2 separate regions of the Gossypium hirsutum genome follow, and region 1 is linked to region 2. A link is a contact called in public Hi-C data. All regions are on one chromosome and are shown on one strand. Each heading gives the region's core, a stretch centred on a gene start, on an enhancer-like site or on the middle of the called end of the contact. The rest is flanking DNA. Distances are from core to core; before and after follow the strand shown. Region 1 holds the start of LOC107887293 (TORTIFOLIA1-like protein 3). Region 2 holds the start of LOC107887285 (protein-L-isoaspartate O-methyltransferase 1).

Region 1 (3,735 bases), core at 107-2,606, 700 kb before region 2:
CTGTCGGTCCATAGTACCTTTGAGAAAATTTACTGATGAAAACGAATTTTCAACCTCCAAAAACTTTTGAAGAAAATTAACAACTATAGTTCCTTACCCTAAGTATGTGATATTTTAATGAAATATTATTGGATATTTGCAGATTTATAAAGTTATCTCCTCATGCTGATTCCAACTGCAAGCCTTAAATGACAATAAGTTAAAATAATTAATTAATTAATTAATAGCGACAGTACTCTGTTTGAAAAAATAAATTAAATCCTAAGCAAGAATTGCCATTTGCCAGATCTGCTTATTCCCTTATCATTGTTGACAACCCTATTCCCACCTTGAGTAGAGTACAAACATAATAAGAGTTAATTACACAAACATCCCTAAACTATGACCCTCATTCTAAATTAGTCCCTAAACTCTAAGTTATTTTAATTATATTCCCAAACTATTGAGGGTATAGTAATTTGATCCTTATATTATTAAAATTGTTAATTTAACTGTTAAATGACACATTAAATTTTAAATGGCATAATTTAAAATGAAAATTTTAGGAAAAAAACTAATATTATAAAAATAGATGTTTTAAAAAAAATGTATAGTTTTGAGGTTTTCAAAGCTTTTAAAGAAGTTTTATCATTAACTTTTTTGTTCAATTTTACTTTATTTTTAGCTGTTTTTCTTTTTAAAAGTTTTCATTTTAAATTTAGTTACGTAATATTTGACGTATCATTTAACTTTTAAATTAATAAATTTAATAAAAGGACTTGATTGACACAACATTGATAACTTGAGCTATAATTAGAATGTTTTGAAGTTTTGGGACCAATTTAAAATGAGGACAGTCATTTGGGGATGTCTGGTGAAATTAACTCATATAAAAATAATAATTATAATAATAATAAAAGCTACCAGACAGCTGCCATGACCTGCTTAAAACGCCACCGTTTCACCTGCTTCTTTTATTAGGTAAATTTTTGTCAACGGTCCCTCTACTATGTATTTCTAGAAGATTCAGTTCCTCTTATTTCTAATCTCAATTATAAAATCAAATGTTTTTGTGTCTTTATTTATTTTTTAACGTATGGCATACACACTTTGATTTTATTTTATAGTTAAATAATCTCTTTTTCATAAAGTGCAAAAAGTTGGTCCAGTTATATTAAGAAATGTCAATGTATATAAATGATCATGTGAAATTATTTGATACAATTAATGGAAAATTTTGGTCATAGGATTTAAAATAACATTTCGAACAAATTATAGTATAGGACTAAATATACCAAAAATACATAGTACAAGGACTTTTTGTCAGAATTTGACCCTTTTCTTACTTTCTTTTAACGACTCTCCTTCTTCACCTTAAATTATAAAGGCCTGAATGGATCTTGGAGATTTCCCACCACTGGGGAGCCGCCCAATGATACCGTCGGCTGCTCCGCCGTTGCCATAAAATTAGTAAAAGAGTAATGGCGCAACCTTTTAAACTAAAAGTTAACACCCTCCTAAACAAGCTCGGCGATCGAGACACCTTCTCTCTCGCAGCTGCTGAGCTCGACTCCATTGCTAGAAACCTTGATGCCACATCACTTCCGACTTTCATTTCCTGTATTCTTGCGGTCGATTCCTCCGATAAAAGCGGAGTGCGAAAGCAATGCGTGAAGCTCATTTCTGTTTTGGCTGTTAGTTATCCGAATTCTTTCCCTCATTTCCTCCCTAAAATCCTCTCTAGCCTCCTCCGTCGCCTGCGGGACCCCAATTCCGTTGTCCGTTCCGCCTGCGTCGACGCCGTCTCAGCTCTCTCCGTTAACCTCACCAAGTGCAACTTCTCATCTTCGTTTTTGAAGCCTTTGAGCGATGCGCTTTTCACAGAGCAAGAACCGAACGCGCAGATCGGGGCGGCATTGTGTTTGGCGGCGGCGATCGATGGATCACCGGATCCAGATCCAGTTAGGCTGGGGAAGATGTTAACGAAGCTGGAGAAACTCGTGAAAGTTGAAGGTTATAAGGCTAAGGCGGCAGTTTTGGTGGTTATCGGGAGTGTGATCGGATCGGGTGGGGCGTCAAATTTGGGTGATGAGATGATGAAAGCATTGGTGGGGTGCTTGATTGGGGTCTTGAGTAGTCATGATTGGGCAGCGAGAAAGGGAGCGGCAGAGGCGCTTGGGAGGTTAGCGGTGGTTGAGAGAGATTCATTGGCTGAGCTCAAAGCTGGTTGCATGAAAGTCTTCGAGGCTAGAAGATTTGATAAGGTTTTTAACTTAATTTTTATTCAAATTCTGGTGAGATCATTTGTATTTTGGTTTATATTATTATTTTTAATTGCTTCTTTTCTTTTTTGCCATATTTGGATGTGGATCTTATAGGTAAAGGCCGCCAGGGAGGTTATGAGTCAGATGTTGGAGGCGTGGAAGCAGGTTCCGGATGTTTCAGAAGAGGCGTCTCCACCGCCTCGATCACAGGCTTCTTCGAGAGGTATATGGTGATCTGCTTCTGCTTGATGGAAGTTGGATTTCTTGGCTAATCTGTACTAGTTTATCCGGTAGATTTTCTTTTATCCGAATTAGAAATGTCGCATAGGATCAATGCATCTTTGTTGTGAGCTGGTTATTTGGTCATTGCTTATTTTTTAAGTCTTTGCCGAGATTGATATGATCCGTATTGTGTAATACTTTTAACACTTGTGGCGGCATGAATCTGATATGTACACACTTATTTTTACTTACTGGATTTGGTTCTGTTTTAATAACAGAGAATGCAAGTGATGGATGCCGTCCGCCTGGTGCCAAAATTTCATCTAATTCGGATATCGCTGTTAAGAGGCCTACTTCAACAAAAAGGTCAACTTCACCTGATGGTTCCTTTGCAACCCCAGGGAGGAAGAGAAGTCCTTTAAAGGCAACCACTCAAGAAACGAATGGCAAGAAGCCCCTAGACCGGAGGGTTGATATTGCTTCTCCTCTTGCTGCTACTCTGCCAAGGGCTCGTGAGAATGGTTTTCAGGAGAGGAGGAATAATGAGAATGCGAGATCTGCAAAGTCTGAAATAAGGCGGTCCCTTTTCAGTAATAAGAATTCCGATGACAAGACGCACAAAATCAGTGGTTCAAAGTCTGGCTCTCGTGTTGCTCCTTGTCAAGAGGAAATCCCAGAATCCACTGTTATGGTTAGTACTGCCTCTGAAAATCTCAGCTCAAACCACAAGGACTGCGAGGATTTATCTTTGATCCGCACCCAACTGGTTCAGATAGAAAAGCAGCAATCTAGCCTACTAGATCTTCTACAGGTTTGTTTCCAATGCTTGAAAAATAAATTTTCTCTAATTATTGTCTTGTAATTTGAGTGTTCTAGTGATGTATTTCTGAAGATGCTTTTCTCAGTAACATATGGTGCTTAGGCATTGCGTTATTGAAGTAACTGTTAACTCACTGGGCAAATGAATTAAATTTCTGGATTTTGACCAATCTAGTAAGTTCCTGGGTACTTGCTTCATCGGTTTTGCTGAAATCCACCATTCTCTAGACTTCTAGCTCCAACCATTGGTTCCATGTCATTGAGTGATTAAAAGCTTGCAAATATATGTAATTGATTGCACTGGCCGGTAGAATTACTTCGTGTGACTAATAATTTTATTCCAACTACTGGTCAAGCCTCTGTTGTATGTATTCTTACAAATAGGGAATGAATAACCATAATCATTTTATTTATGATTGAAGCCTTAAGGAGGTATAAATGCTCCATCAAT
Region 2 (3,958 bases), core at 711-3,210:
AAAGAAAGTAAACAAAAAAAAACCTCTACAAAGTGTATGTTTACAAAAAATTAAGCTTTCAAATAAATGAAATGAGAGTAATAAAAATCTAACAATAAACTCTTATTGACTATTTACAAGAGAAATGAAATAATGAGAAATTGAATACTTTTCTCTTGTGTTTGATGCTTGGATATCTCCATCTTGTGTCTTGATCTATCTTTGACTTGTATTTTTTTAAGGAATGAATTTGTGAACATTTATGGGTCGTTAGAGATAAATTCTTGCCGTTGAGAGCATTAAGTTTGTGCGTAAAAACTATCCTTGTAACCCAGGTCATGAAACATGGCAAGATGTCTCGAGATATGGTTGAAAAATAGTCATTATATAGTCGTTGGTTGGCTATGTCTCGAGACAAACATGCCAATGTCTCTAAACATGGAACCCATAAAGCAAAATTTTAGTTTTAAAATTTCATGTCTTGAGACATATAGTCCTATGTCTCAGGACTACGTCTTAAGACTTGACTACGAAAGTTCCTTAAGAACATTTTAAACATCTTAGAACACTTTGGTATTGACTCAAAAACATTTGGATAAATTAAAACATATTTTCACTAAATGGCTTAGAAAAATATAATATATAAAATTTATCTTAAATGCTATTATATTAAAAGCGTGGGAAATCAAAGTTAATAGCAAAAGTTATGCATATTTGTAGAATATTCAAAAAGAAAATGGGGTAAGCTATTTTATAATCCAAAGGACCAAATGGACACAGTGTCGATTTGTAAGACATTCCTTAGGAAAAGTTACATAAACAAGTTCAAGTCTCGAAACCCATTGGAAATACAATAATCCAAGAGGTTTTAGTCATGATATTATTCCAAGTGATGAACTTGAAAATGGTCAACATCATAAAAAGCTTTGGCTTAGGGGGATAGTTTCCTTAGGATAGAAGTTGTTCATGATGGTCTAGTTTATCAAATAGATGACCTAGTAAACTATGATGATACTATGCAATAATGTTGATTTCAAGTCCTTAACCACTAGCTCATCATGCAGCTTCCTGATCTTGCCCTTCAAGTTTTGAATTTCCATTTCTAGTTCCAAAACCCAAGCCTCAAGATAACAAGCCTTTTGCACGCTTGAGGAATTACCGATATTAGCTTATGGATTATTATAGTCCCAGAACCTAAGCCGTATTATTTTAAGGTGGATTATTTTTACTAACAAGTAATAAGAGTGTCAGTTCATGGATTCCTTAAAACTAAAATCGATTTAGTCCTATGCATTTTAACTGGTTAGCCAATCTTTTTCACACTACCATCTTCATCTCCTCGCTAAACTAATTGGTAGTTATTTAAGCTCGATCTAATTTGAAATATGAGTTTAAAATTTTATTTAAATTAGTTCATAATTGTAAACAGTTAGGTTGAATTTATCTAGATTCCCTTGTATTATTTTTTTAAAAAAAAGTTACTATTTTTTAATATTTAGTAATTATATATAAGTATACTATCATTATATTTTTTATTTTATTAAAAAAATTTATATTTACATTATAACATAATATACTTAACTTCTATATATAAATAACATAATACATAAAAGAAAAGAAAAGAAAAATAACATATTATATACTTAAAAATCGAACAGATTAGGCCGAATTTGGGCTTTGAATATTAAAATTAGAGTCTAATCCATATTTTAAAAGAGCCTAATTTTTTTAAAACTTATTTTTCTACCCTAATATTAACCTTCTAAATTTTAACTCAACTTTCCAACTTAAAAAGTTAATCCGAACAATTCTTACCAAACAAGCCCACAAAAATGTATCATTGGTAGAAAAGGGCATGGAATTAAACCAAGAACAATTTCATAAACAACTAAAGGCCCGGAAATTTGCTATCATCATTGATCCATGGAAGAATTATCAATTACAAAAGTAAGCCCAAGAGAGTATCGTCAGTGTTGGGCCAACCAGATGAGTCAGCTCCGAGTGAGCAAAGCTAGCAAGCCATATTATACTAATGGAAACTGACCCTAGTACCTTCTTTCTTCATCCACGCTCTGCTGCTTCTTCATTTTGTTCGATTCTTCCTTTATTAATCAATCTTTTAGCTCCCTAACTTCAATTTTCTTCTTAGGATAACCCCTTGTTTTTCAGGATGGAGGTGCCTTACTCTTTCCTTTTTCTTCCCTCTCTCTCGCTTCACTTTTATGCTTAATAACAGTTTTGGTTTCTGGGTTTTGTTTTCCTTCTGATTACGGGGAAATGGTGTTTTTTTTCCTCTCTTTTTTTGTTTATTACTTTGGTTTTGAGTTTGGGTTTTCAAAAAATGATACTATTGTCTTGGTTGATCATCAAAAATAGAAAAGGAATAATTTAGGGACGGTTTCTGAGAATTTCTAGGGTGATCATCAATGATAGCTTGAAGAACTAGCTTTTGTTATATATATAGAATTGTTTGAATTGTTGAATATTTTTTGGACTTTTACTAACATAATAGGTTCAATTAGTGTAATTTTGTAAGATTCATAATCTAGGAATTTAAACAAAACATATTGCAATTTGATTGTTATTTTTGTGAACTTGCCAGAAGGTGGGAATTTTATGTTGTGGATGTAATTATTGGTGCAAAAGACATCATTTGAGGTAGTTCCTGGTACAGGGTCCGGTATGTCAAGTAGCCTGGGGATGCTATGTTCTATTGGCTATTTCCATTGGGGCCCATTGTGCCATGTCTAGTGATAATTTAGCATGTCCATCGACTTCGGACCTGCGAACTCAGCCCGTGGCTGCCCTTGATAAGGAGGGCATTGGACCTGCGATGACGTCTATACCAATGATTGCTTGTTCAACTTCTCTGTCTGAGGTTCCTCTGTTATTTTGTGGCTTGCCTTGAAAATAAAATTAGTTATGGCCATAGGCATTTTCAGTGGTTGATTCGTGTAGCATTCAGTGGCTTTATTTCAGTATTTCTGTTTCCTTTTGTTGTTTTTCGGTTCAATGGTGACTTTGTGCTAAACATTTTTGGTAATGATTTGTTAGCACCACTCGGGTGGAAGTGGGACCAACAAGAACAAACAAATGGTGGAGCAGTTGCAGCGATATGGAGTGATTTCATCAAAGAAGGTTGTTGAAGTAATGGAGACTATTGATAGAGCATTATTTGTACCTGATGGGACCCCAGCTTATGTCGATAGTCCAATGGCAATAGGTTACAATGCCACCATTTCTGCACCTCATATGCATGCTACCTGCCTTCAGTTATTGGAGGAAAATTTGCAGCCCGGCATGCATGCTTTAGACATTGGTTCAGGTCTCTTTTCACTCCATTATGTCGTATCTGTGCTTTTCAGATTCTTTCATATATACTACTCTCTTGAAATGGTGGAATATCAAATGTGCTGCACTTATTCTCTTGATGTTAATCTCACTTTGTCAATGGTCATTGAGAAACAGTCGACCATACTAGTTGATGGCTGCATCCAATCATCCTGCATTTAGGAAATGTTTTTAGTGAAACCATCAAAATCCAATCTCAAGTGTTTACGACTCTATGGTAGTGGCGGGAAAACGAAAGGTTGTTTGAAGAACACTAGTGTTATAAACTTTCAAGTGTCCGAAGGCTTTTTGGATCATTATCATAACACTTTTTGCATAATTTAGTCATTGATAGCAGTCTAATATTTTTATTTTCCTTTTCTTGTGGAAAGGCTTATTTTAGTTTTCATCATGCATTTGTTCTGTAGGAACGGGGTACTTGACTGCTTGTTTTGCAACAATGGTTGGACCACAGGGTCGTGCTATTGGTGTGGAACATATTCCTGAATTGGTTGCTTCTTCTATAAAAAATATTGAAAAAAGTGCTGCGGCTTCGCCATTGAAAGGAGGTTCTCTTTCAGTGCATGCTGGCGGTATGTACTTATCAGAACTTGATATATTGAAACAGGATTTGCTCTAAACCATAAAC

Evidence for each region. A called contact is a pair of places that touch in the nucleus more often than the background predicts.
Region 1: a contact with region 2 is called in a Hi-C map of leaf, with 2.7 times the contacts expected there. The contact joins the promoter of LOC107887293 here to the promoter of LOC107887285 in region 2. A contact is called at or near these places in 2 of 34 Hi-C or Micro-C datasets (both in leaf).

What each region holds. Positions count from the first base shown.
Region 1 is chrA03:24,417,587-24,421,321 of Gossypium_hirsutum_v2.1, reverse strand. It overlaps LOC107887293 (TORTIFOLIA1-like protein 3), which reads left to right and starts at 1,356. Exons shown (of 5, transcript XM_016811483.2): 1 at 1,356-2,243; 2 at 2,358-2,466; 3 at 2,744-3,276. The coding sequence starts at 1,461.
Region 2 is chrA03:23,713,375-23,717,332 of Gossypium_hirsutum_v2.1, reverse strand. It overlaps LOC107887285 (protein-L-isoaspartate O-methyltransferase 1), which reads left to right and starts at 1,960. Exons shown (of 5, transcript XM_016811474.2): 1 at 1,960-2,155; 2 at 2,654-2,857; 3 at 3,034-3,304; 4 at 3,738-3,902. The coding sequence starts at 2,150.